Linked DNA regions of Anser cygnoides: region 1 is linked to region 2. A link is a contact called in public Hi-C data. All regions are on one chromosome and are shown on one strand. The core of a region is the stretch at or near the end of the contact, and the rest is flanking DNA. Distances in the headings are between cores, read along the strand shown.

The links. A called contact is a pair of places that touch in the nucleus more often than the background predicts.
Region 1: a Hi-C map of liver shows a contact between it and region 2, with 2.2 times the contacts expected there. The contact joins the promoter of THUMPD2 here to the enhancer-like site in region 2. A contact is called at or near these places in 2 of 7 Hi-C or Micro-C datasets (granulosa cells and liver).

Annotation. Positions count from the first base shown.
Region 1 is chr3:13,356,845-13,362,831 of Taihu_goose_T2T_genome, forward strand. THUMPD2 (THUMP domain containing 2) reads left to right here and starts at 3,845. Exons shown (of 10, transcript XM_013196149.3): 1 at 3,845-3,988; 2 at 4,336-4,468; 3 at 5,731-5,987. The coding sequence starts at 3,896.
Region 2 is chr3:13,264,668-13,270,768 of Taihu_goose_T2T_genome, forward strand. The region is part of intron 3 of SHLD1 (shieldin complex subunit 1); the gene reads right to left. Among named protein-coding and RNA genes, the nearest start is that of SHLD1, 7.4 kb to the right of the region's middle. Within about 2 kb of position 2,519, at least 1 of the 3 cell types and tissues checked has open chromatin away from gene starts, as enhancers often do. A contact at or near this core is called in liver, where this site is marked.

The DNA of each region.
Region 1 (5,987 bases), core at 2,595-5,094, 94 kb after region 2:
GGGGCCCGACCGGTACGGATTAAACAGTACCCATTGAAGCTAGAAGCTAGGCTAGGAATAGTAAAGATTATAGATAAATTTCTTAGCTACCACATTCTGGAGGAATGCAAATCTGAATATAATACCCCAATTTTCCCAGTAAAGAAACCTAATGGGGAATACAGGCTAGTGCAGGACCTTAGGGCAATAAACGAAATAACAAAAGATATTCACCCAGTGGTGGCTAATCCTTATACATTGTTAACATCTGTAAAAGAGAAATATAAGTGGTTTACGGTAATTGATTTAAAAGATGCCTTCTTCTGCATACCCATTGACAAGGATAGTAGAAAACTTTTTGCTTTTGAATGGGAAAATCCACGGAACGGACGAAAGATGCAACTAACCTGGACAAGGTTGCCTCAAGGATTCAAGAATAGCCCGACCCTCTTCGGCGGTCAACTAGCTAAAGAAATAGAAGATTGGATTAACCAAGGACAGATTCAGGTACCAAAGGATCGATACCTGCTGTTACAATATGTGGACGATATATTAATAGCTACCAAAGGAGAGTCAGAATGTATTCAGGTAACTATTGATATTTTGAATCAATTGGGACTAAATGGGTACAAGGTTTCTAAACAAAAGGCACAAATCGCGTGCACAACAGTAATTTATTTGGGATGTGAAATTTCTCAAGGACAAAGAAAATTGGGAGTTAACCGAATACAAGCTATTTGTGAAATCCCCGAGCCGCGAAATTTGAATGAACTACGGGCTTTCCTAGGTATGGCCGGGTGGTGTAGACTGTGGGTAATGGACTATGGACTCATAGCAAAGCCCCTCTATGAAACCCAAAAGGCCTGTACGTTTACCTGGGGAAAGCCACAACAAGAGGCCTTTAAGAAATTAAAAGAAGCCCTGATAAAGGCGCCTGCCTTGGGCTTGCCGGACTTATCAAAGGACTTCCAGCTGTTTGTGCATGAGAGACAACGATTGGCATTAGGAGTACTGACCCAGCGACTTGGGAGCTGGAAAAGACCTGTGGGGTATTTTTCTAAACAATTGGATGCAGTAAGTGCTGGATGGCCCTCGTGTTTAAGGGCCGTGGCAGCCACAGTCCTTTTGATACAGGAAGCCAGGAAGCTCACATTAGGGAAACGAATTGAGGTGTTCGTGCCACATATGGTGACTACGGTATTGGAGCAAAAGGGGGGCCATCGGCTGTCACCCAGCCGAATGATGAAATATCAAGCTATACTAACTGAGCAAGATGATGTAATCTTAAGAACTACTAACTTATTGAACCCAGCAGTGTTTCTAGGAACAATTACGGAGGAAGGAGACCTCAGTCATGATTGCGTGGAGATCATCGAACATACCTATGCCAGCAGAACAGACTTAAAGGATCAGCCTCTGGGGAGACCGGATTGGGAACTTTTCACGGATGGAAGCAGCTTTGTGGAAAATGGGACTCGTTATGCAGGATACGCGGTAACTACATCAAAGGTAGTGATTGAGGCAAATTCCCTACCTCCGGGGACTTCAGCCCAACGAGCAGAAATAGTCGCCCTGACACGAGCCCTGGAACTAAGCGAGGGTAAGAACGTGAATATTTGGACAGATTCAAAATATGCATTCGGGGTAGTTCATGTACATGGGGCATTATGGAAAGAAAGGGAAATGCTATCCTCACAAGGGACTAATATAAAATACCAGGAAGAAATATTGAAATTAATAACAGCTGTACAGAAACCCCAACAGGTGGCCATAATGCATTGTAAAGCCCATCAAGGAGGGGTGTCAGAGATTGCAGAAGGTAACAGACTGGCAGATTTGACGGCCTGGAAGGTTGCGCGTGAAGTATGGAAAGTAACGGCTCTAATTCCATCAAAGGTAGGCCTCTCTTGTTTTAAATTACCTAAAGACCCAAAGTATTCAGCAGAAGATGAGAGACTTGCAAATTTGATGAAGGCCCAGAAGAATCCTGAGGGATGGTATGTGACTACGACAGGACAACTTATAGTGCCTCCTATAGTAATGCGAGAAATCTTACAAATAAAACATAATGAATGTCACTGGGGTGCAGGAGCAATGGTGACCTATTTGAAACGAGGTGTCATCTCGGTACACATGTTAACAATGGCAAAGTCAGTAATGTCAAAATGTGAGCTTTGCTTAAAGAATAATCCGGTAGCAAGGAAACATGCTGAGATAGGAAGAACTAGAGCTGGGATAGAGCCTGGAGATTACTGGCAAATAGACTTCGTGGAGCTGCCTAAAGCAAGAGGTTATAAATACCGATTGGTAGGGGTTGATACTTTTTCAGGATGGCCGGAGGCCCTTCCCTGTCGCACCAAGCAAGCAAAGGAAACGGTAAAATGGTTACTACAGGAAATAATCCCTAGATTTGGTGTACCATTGGGTATTTCTTCAGACAGGGGACCACATTTCATTGCCAATGTGGTTAAGGAGGTTAGTAGGTTACTGGGAATCACCCAGAACACCCTATCCCACTTACTCCACCCCCATCCTATAGTACTAGCGTTAACAAGCAGGCATAGAGGAATCAATAAGATAGTAGACTAATGAAGATGCGTTAAGATTATACTTACTAATCTCTATATCAAGTTATACTCACTAACCTCTACTAACCTGATTCAACCTAATAGTAATGAAAATACTTGCTCTTGGTATGAGTGAAGTATTTTCAAAGGGGGGAAATGTTAGTGTTGGGGAGAATCGAATGGATGTTTTACTAATGTCTCTTAGGTGATGGGACATACAGTATAATTAAGCATTACCAAATGTACTTACATTATCAATTAATCTATGTACACTGGAAACCTAGGGAGTACACTGAACATTTAAAGGAATCGTTGAAGGGGAACCCTGGGAGGGAACAGGTACAACCTGACCTTGGATAAGGGCCTGGAAATGCTGAAATGAGTTGAAGCAGAACCAAGGAGCGGAGGGAGCATGCGTCGAGTGAGAAAGGTGAAAGAGTTTAGCGGAGAGGAAGACTCCTTACTTCATCTGGACGACCACCTGGACGACCACCAGAGTGCGCCACGCATGTGCAAAGGGGAGGGGAGCTAATTAGAATGGAATGCGAGGCTGATGTTGCAACCTGTAATGAATATGTATACCTTACGTAATGTTGAATGTATAAATAATGGCTGGGAAGTAACGGGACTTGAAGCCAGATTTGGGCACCTGCCCCGGCTTCCAGCGCTGAATAAAGCACCTTCATATAATCACTTGGTGGTTATGTGGTTGCTACGCTAACACTCTCTTTGCCTGCTCACTTCTACAGAAATATTTGGGTGGCTTTGGTGCTTTTGGACTGCAGAGATGTGAGGTCATGGATGCTGCAGCATGTAAGGTTGTCGGTGCTGGGCCTGAACTGACGTCTTGCCATTTGTTCCTGAGCTGTGGGTGCTGAGTCACCCCAGGGGGTATCAGCAAATTTTCTTCCTAAGTTGTGTGGGCGTAGATATTATTTTAACATCTGCAGAAGGAGGAACGCTGCTATAATTCTCCCTCTCTTCATCAGCCTGGGCTGAAGAGATCATACAGTCTTCTGCCGAAGTACATGGAGCAACAGCTGCACTGGAACATTTGATCATCTCACATTTGATCATCTCGCTGAGGCAAGGATCAAAAGGGAGATGACGCTCCAGTGATGTGCCCTGGTGGCACGGGGGTCACACCAGCTCTCGAGAACCCGGTGTTTATGATTACGTTGACATGAAAAACTGTTCTGCCCGCTGTCACGTGTCAACAGCGCTGGAATAAAAAACTTGAAACAACCCCTCTTTCTCGGTACTTCTTCCCTCCCTTAGCACGTGTTGCTGCTCCTTCAGCCTGCCCCCTGGGCGGGGGCGGCCCGAAATGGCGGCGGGGGCGGGACAAGATGGCGGCGGGCGGGCGGTACTTCTGCACGGCGGGCCGCGGCCTCGAGCCTTTCCTGGCCCGGGAGCTGCGAGCGAGGCTCGGAGCCACGGAGGTGAGAAGCAGGCCTCGTTCGCTGCGAGTCCGTGCTAATTTCAATATATCGTGCGGTAAAATTAAATATTTCTTGTTGCGTTCGCCAAGGAGGTTCTAGGGAGTAAAATCATGACAGGACACCAGGAAGAAGCCGGCTCGTAGAGGCACTAAAATGATTTATTTCGCGAAACCGCGCTCCGCAGCTCTGAGGGCTGTGCTGACCAACATCTCCGTCCCCTCGCCACCCCTGGTTAGCTGTGCTTTGCTGGGTTCTTCTCGGTGCGAAGACGTGGTAGGGCACACGGTGGTGCTGTTGAGCCGCTGAAGCGCTCACAGAAAATATTCTTTTTTCCCCTTCCCTTTAAGGTGGACTATATTTCGGGAAAAGTCTTCTTCACCACTGACGCGGAGCCGAGCGAACTGAAGAAAATCAAGTCTGGAGAGAGGTTGTTTTTGCTGATTAAGAAACACGACCCGCTTCCCGTTTCAGGAAATAAAGGTACTGCGCTGACTGTTCCCCTCGAGTCATCCTGTTCTTTTTGCATGCAGGACATGGGTTCAAAAACTTCAAGTGTAAGCTCATGTCCTATTTGTAAAATTAACATTCGATCAATTTCATCATCTGTAGCTCTAACTGAGAAGAATCAACTCTGAAGTTGTGGTTTTTGACTTTCTTTTTGTTGTTTTTTACCCAACTATGCTTTCAAATATGTTTTTCTGTGCTGAAAACAGCTTAAAAATGTTTGAAATACACGTCTTACCAGCTGACGTTCTGCTGGCATAGTACGCATGTATATATGTATAACACCACTCCCACACCAAAAAAATTAACAAAACTGAAGTCCAATTCTGGACCCCTTGTATGTGTTTTAACAGTGAGTCATTTTTTTTTTAGGTGATGTGGATCCATACATATTCTGCATCACTTAACTGTTCAGTATGCAGATTTCTTGTGAATTTCAAGTACTCGTGTCACTTTATCAGTGTTGAAATAAGAATTTTGAGTAAGATGGATTGATATTTGTATGGGGGTAGGGTTTTATTTGAAAGATTACAAGAGGCCTTTGGCTCTAAGGATCAAATTTAACTATGATTATGAAATTTAAAATGAGAAATAGAAATACTTAAATGTTTTTCCCTGACCAGAGTCAAGACTTTTATATGAATTGGCCTCTGTATTTCTTGTGCCTCTCTTGTCATAGTTAAGTCAACAGGACACACTACAGGTAGGTGTAAGTTTAGGTGTGTATTGGAGACTTTGCAGGATTGAAGGAAGAGTAATTAATAGCAAGGAGATATTTTTTTTAATAAAAGAATAAACTTGTGACTTTTATTCTGAGCCGAATCAAAGCCGTTCATGTTCATGTCTGTCAGTCCTGGAAAGTGTCCTGGATATCTAATCCTGAACCAAATGTTTTTCTGGACTAAGAGGACGACGATATGGTAGGCTGGTGCTCCATCCCTGGGAATGACTCTGAGGTAGTCTGGTTTTCTAGAGCTGCTGAACTTCTGCAGAATTCAAGCCCTGCAAAAGTTATTCTTGGTTCTGCAAAGCTTGTAATCAGATGGATGTGTGGGTCTTCAGCTGATAGGGTTTGTGGGTGTTGAGAGCTTGGCTGTGTCTGTGATGTATGCTGCTGCAGTTCGTGGATTCACACGTTATGGAGATCTAAACAAAGTCCCTGACAGATGTTCTCATTCTGTGGGAACATCAAATGCTGAGATTGAACTACTTAACCTGAAACTAGCTTTTTCTTCCAGGGAAAATACTGCATGAAATTAGAAGTCTTGTCATTGAGGAACCAAAGGATTGGCTGGATGTTATCGCTACTTGGAAAAACCTTCGTGGTTGTGAGGGGAAAAAAGATGGTGTCTCTCAGGAAAACCCATCACCTTGCAAGAGAAAATCAGAAGAAGAGATGAATGTTGTAACTAAAAGACAGAAAACAGAGCGAGTAAGAGAGATTGTGTCTGAGGAATGTCAAGCAGGAGCTGGAGAGAATGGTGTGGTACCAGAC
Region 2 (6,101 bases), core at 1,269-3,768:
AAGCAGATGCATACATACAACTTTAAAAAAAACAGCACCCCCATCACCTTCCACAAATACTCTGTCACACTGAGGGACAACAGGCAATTCATTAAGTAAGCAATTCCTTACAGGTCAGGCCCACTCCTACAGCTGCAGTGGGGATGGGCCACCAGCACCCAGCTCTGCAGTCATCGCGCAGCAGTTCTCAGTACAAGGAATAGCACCCAGCCGTAAAACTGATAAGCAACTTCTCAGAATTGGCTTTAGGGAGGAAACGAAATCTTCTACCACTCTGCCGTGCAAAGTTTAACGGCAATACTGAAAATCAACCCCTTCTGTTTTTTCCTGTACACAGAGAGGCTAGAAAGGGTTTCATTAACCTACACATGTAATTGAAAAAGATGAATGAAACAAACAACACTTATGGTCCCCCGAAGTCTGTGCTTTGCCAGCACTTCTGAAGGATTCAGGGATAACACACAGAACACATGCTCCTTTCTATACTCAATAGCTTAGTAGTTAGATAGGTGGTACAGCTGAAACTCCGGGCCTAAAGAGCAAACCTACAAAATCCTCTAATTCTGGAGGGAAAAAAAAAAAATAGATGAGTAGCTGAATAAAACTCACTCTGAGCATAAGATGCAATTCCAAATAAGTCAACAGAAAACCTCGGACCACAGCACTAGTTGCACTAGAGTTGTTCCTCAACACCTCTGACAGCCAAACCTCCGAGCTTTCCTTTAAGCACAGAACCCCAAAATCTAATCAGAGAACTTCAGTGTGTGAGCAGCACTCCCTGTCTTCCTTACCAAAACGCTCCTCTGTACTTGATTTCTGATTAGTAATGGTTTAGCAAAAACAGCTGATTTTCACAGAACACAGATGTACCCTGAGACACTGAAATCTACAAGGCAAGTCACGTGCCCCAGTTTTTCTTCCCTTACTTATAAGGAGAGTGCTTTAATTCTCCTTAAAATAGGATTAGTTTTCTTCTCCAGTCTGTGCAGAACAAAGCACCAGCTTTTTCTCATCCAGGATTTATTTTTGGCTGGATGCTTTATATAACATGCCTGAAAAATTAATTTATAAAAGATGCGGAGACCTTCAGAGTGGTGCTGAGCACTTCATTTTGTGTCATGAAGTTCCCCTGTATTCCTTTTATGTCACGTAGCATGAATTCTACTTTGCAGCTTCGTCCAATATTCAACACAACCGTGCCACAGAGCTAACCCTGCCAAACTCACTGAAGCTGCAGAGTTACCACACCTGTGGGCCTGGCCACGACTTCAGAGGAGCTGGATAAATTCACATCAGCTGAGCATCTGCCCCACTTGATCACCAGGTCTATATAAAATTATTAGGATCTGAAACATTTCCCCGTGGTTTTCTATTGAAAAGAGTAGGGTTTTAAGAAAAATCTAATATTTTGATTATATTTGAGTGTACGTGGTTAGAAATCATAAATAAACAAGTACACGTTCTTGCTTGAACATGGGTGCTTTTTTGCTTTTGCTAAGCTAAACAAATCACCTACCTTGACAAACAAGTTGATGCTTACACCAGTATCAGGGATAAAAGAAGAGCAAGTTGCTAAAAACAGAACCTTTGGGAAGGCAAAGAAGTGACAGCTACACCCCAAAAATAGTATAACCACCAATCTTTAAAGACTCTTCTTTCCCATAACAGAATCAAATCCTGGTATGGCTGTAATAGACAGATGTAGGAAGGCTATTCCTGGACAAAAACAAATATTTCACCTACTGGCAAAATAAGCCACATTATGCCAAGGACCATGCACTAAACAGTGAGCAGCCAACCCTCCTCAGAAGTATTCCCACATCTGCCTTGGGAACTGGTTAGCATCTTTTCTCAGTGGCAGACAGCTGCCACAGGACTGAGCTCACTACAGCAGCATACATCTGCACCAGGTGAAAAAAAAAAGCCTTCAGCCCATCAGCTCCAAGCACGTTAAGGTTGGTAGCACCGTAAATGAGTAACACTGCTCACTAGAGGGCAGCAGGAAACAAAGCATAACCGATGAAAATCCAGTAATTCTCAAAACAGGGGCCACAAGCTTCAGCCAGTCAAAAGCAGTTCTGCACAGGTCATCCACCTAGGAAAAAAACAATTATTTCTGAAGGCGTTTGGGCTCACAGTTCAATCGGAAGTGCATTTGCAAGTGGGAGAATGTTATCTTCCTGCAGTCCAAGATGACTTTTCATACTAGCACAAACCCCCTTTGTACAGTACCCTCGGCTTCATCTTCGCATCAAGCCAAAAAGCAAGATACTCTCTGGGCAGTCTGCGTCTCTGGGATAAAGGGAAACTGGCAGAAGTTTCTGTATCTAACTACGGCAGCCAGGAGTACAAGAAAAAGCCTTTTTTTAGCACAGCTGTGGAACCTTCTGAAAGTGATTCAAAAGATCACATATGTTTGGGATATAAAAAGCTAACACTGACCTCTTAAATGAGACCTTATATAAAGGTCTTCAGTCTTCTGGCTGTCCTCAGCAAGGGCAGACAAAAAACCATTCTGGAAATTCTGCTACTTCTGGTAACAGTGGTGGCTCGAACAGCCAAGCTGTAATTTCTATACCAAACAATGAATGAATACACCGAGTTCTGGGCTGAACTCTATCTCCAAGCACCCGTCAAGTGCCAGCCCTGAAAGGTTGCTGCTGACATGAAAAGTACAGCCTGCCCCTTTCATTTTCAGCTTCTACGTCAGCACTTGTGCACAACTCCCGTACAGAAAAAGCATAAACCATGCCAGGCTTCTTCAGTAAACACAACCCAGCTCTGCAAAAGAGATTAAGCAACTCTTGACAGGCAGGTAGACATGGTAAACAGGGGGGAGCATTTAAGGACACATCAAAACACATGCACTGACATTAATGCGACTCCTCGGTTGCTAATAAAAGACACCACAACTCGCTGCAAAACTAAGCATGTAAATTCAGTGGGATGTGTAGCGTTTCTTCAGAGAACTCACAATTGCCTAGAGAGCTGAGAGCTGTGTCAGTCTGGAAATCTCTGCTTTGATTAACACGTGCTTGGTTGGCTAAAAAATAAATAAAAAAACATAACCCAAACAGTCCACAAACCATGATTGCTTTTATTTTTAAAACTGGGGTATCATCATGCTCAGGTCTACCCTCCTCAGGATTTTAGCACAGTAGCAGCAGCAGCGCCACGGCTCAGACTCACCAGTTTCACCCAAGCTTTTCTGGATCCGGGCCACAGAGAAACGCTCTTCGGTTCCGCGCCGCTTCCCCCATGCCCTCGCTAGGAGTTAAGAACAGCCTGTGTTTGAAGGAAGCCTAGGAACAACATCCATCACAAGGAACATACAGCCCGGCTCCCCACAGGGGAAAAGCGATTAATGCCCTAACATTACTTTTTCCAGAAGCCACCACTCTGGGAAGGCTGTAACCCCACATGAAAGAGAGGGCACGCTGCTGACTGCTCCGTCTTGCCATATTCCTACGCTGCTGCCAGCAAGAGCAGCTGTCCCCCCCATCTCAGCCCCACAAACATTCCCGTGGCTGCCAGTTGGGGACCGATTCCCTGAGCTGCCTCCTCGTGTGGCTTCCTGAGTAGCAGTGCCAGCGCTAAGGATGGAGCAGGAGCAAGAAGCATGGCCGCTTTGGGATCCTTGCTGTCTTTAGAGAGCTCGCAGGAGCCCGTGGAAAATAACCAACACGTGGGCTCAAACGCGAAGCAAACCCTAACAAGAGAAGTAGTGACTTTGGAGAGGGTAACTAAAGGTTGGAAGCCTCTGTCCCCCAGACGGGCATTTTTCTGAGAGCTAGCCGTTATTGAGACATACACGAGCCTCTCCAACCACACAGTGAATTATTTGTCTCCCTGCTCTACTCGATTGCTTCAGAATCCCTCCTTCCCCTTTTACTGCCATCCTTCCCCTTCTACTGTCATCCTTCCTCTATTTCCTTCGTTCCTGTGACACCACATTTTCCACCCATCTTTCCCTTCCACTGGGTGACACCCTCTACCCACCCAGTCTCCTAAGGACAGATCTTTCCAACAACTTTTCATGACAAAGAGACCAAAGGAGAAGCTACAGGACACACGAGGAGGCTCATCCCTCCCCAAGGCCACACGCTCTAGCCAACAGCCACCCAGGCAGAGTGATGCAGAACAGAAACACCATAAATAATGAATTTCTTTTTTCTTTAATTATTTTCCAGCGTAAGGGGGTGTATAAGAAAAAAGGAAGCATGCCAAAAGTTCACCGATCCGATTTAATTTTCTCAGCTACATAAACACTTGAGCTCACAACAACAGTCAGCTAAAAGCAAGCTTATCTGTTAGGAGAACACAGCCCTCACTCCCACACTAGTCCTGAAGCCATTCATCCATCCATAACTTAGATATTCAGCAGTTTTTCCACAGGACTACTCCGTTCTCGCCTAGAGATACCTGCTATCATGAGGCCCTGTTTCCCTGACTAATGGGAACCACCTTCTGCTGTCACAGGTGACGCAGACTCTCCAGATTAAGAAGATCAATTACTAATGACTCAGGCAGTAGGCATACCTCCACGTTCACTTCCGACTCCCGGGGCTGGGATGCCACAATATTTTGGTCAGTCTCAGTCCGGCTCGTGACAGACGTCAGGTAACACAGCTTGTGCTGTCACTCTGCTTCTTTGCTAAGGGAAGCTGTCACATTCCCGGAGACCTAATGGCCTTTTGGAAGTGCTTTTGAATCAGAGGAAGATCCCCACCCCTAAAATACTCTTTCAAGTCTGATGAGAAGACCCGTTACCCATACTGTCCAAGTCTTCTGATCCCATAGCTTATAGGGGTGCAAGCTATAGCCACAAGGGATCCCCATTTATTTCGTGCCACAGCAGCAGTTTACAATGTGAAAATACAAACAAGCAAAGGAGCTTCCTTTCCCAAGACAGAATTTGCTTGTCCAAGAAAGTCTGCCAAAGGCAGATCGTTTTTAAAAGACTCCTGCTTTTTTCTGCTACGCTGACCAAGCACAATGGATTAGACAGCTGAGGTGGCATCAAAAAAGAGTTTCAGCAGGCACGCGTAACAGTTTGACGCTGTTATAAAGGAACTGAGATGTTCAGAGCACGAACTGGGTCTGATGTGACGCTTGGTTATTTCACTACCAGGAGCACAAGGTAAGGAACCATCCCACAGTGCGCAGCCCACAGTTACCACAATTGTGGTGTGTTTTTTTTTTTTGCGTGTGAGGGGTCTCCAAAACAAGTGGTGAAGGAGAAGGCTCATAAGCCCATTCTGTCCTTCTCAGTACATCTGGAATTCTTTAAAATAGCAGGGGGTGATGGAGACAGCAAGGGTAAAGGGCCCGGCATTGCAGCATACCTTGGTACCAAGCTTTAGCAACATACTCCACACTGCCAACAACCTGCCCAATGCTATCATCTGGGCTGCAGGCTGCATGTCTTCATTTCCACAAACGTCACCACTGCTATGCCCCAGCCCAGTCTCAGGACTGAGGAGTGGTCATAACATTCTTCTGTGCATCACATTCATCAGAGCAATCAAGTCCAGATGCCCCAAGACACACTAAAGGGTGTTTGAGCAATTAAGCTGCCCTACACATCGCGGTAACTGTCTCAGCTCCCAGAACTTCTTCATACCTGTGACACACGGCTTGGGAAATCTGAATAGACCAAAGCCCTTCAGCCTGTCCCACCGTTACAGGAACTTCCCCATCCTCACGAGAGAGGAAAAAGGCTTGCTCAGGACATTCCTTGTAGCGGCGGTCAGCACACTTATTCACAAAAAATAATGCAAAACCTCAAACCAGACTCATTATTCTTCTAATGATATATGCATCGTGGCTTTACTGTGAAAAATTTGCAATAGTAGCCTAAGACACGTGACTTCCTGGTCCGCATAGGAAAACCAAGTAAAGACTGGTATCTAGTATTTGCAGATTTTCTTACAGGTTCTGCATGTCCCACAATTAGAGGTGAAGATGACTGCACAAGCAAGTAGTGAACATCGACACAGCTAGACTAGTTTGGTAGGTCCCACTGCTGCTCTGTTTAGCACACTAAATAGCAGTATCCCCACTGAAAAAAAAAACAATAAAAAAAAAACAACTCATGCATT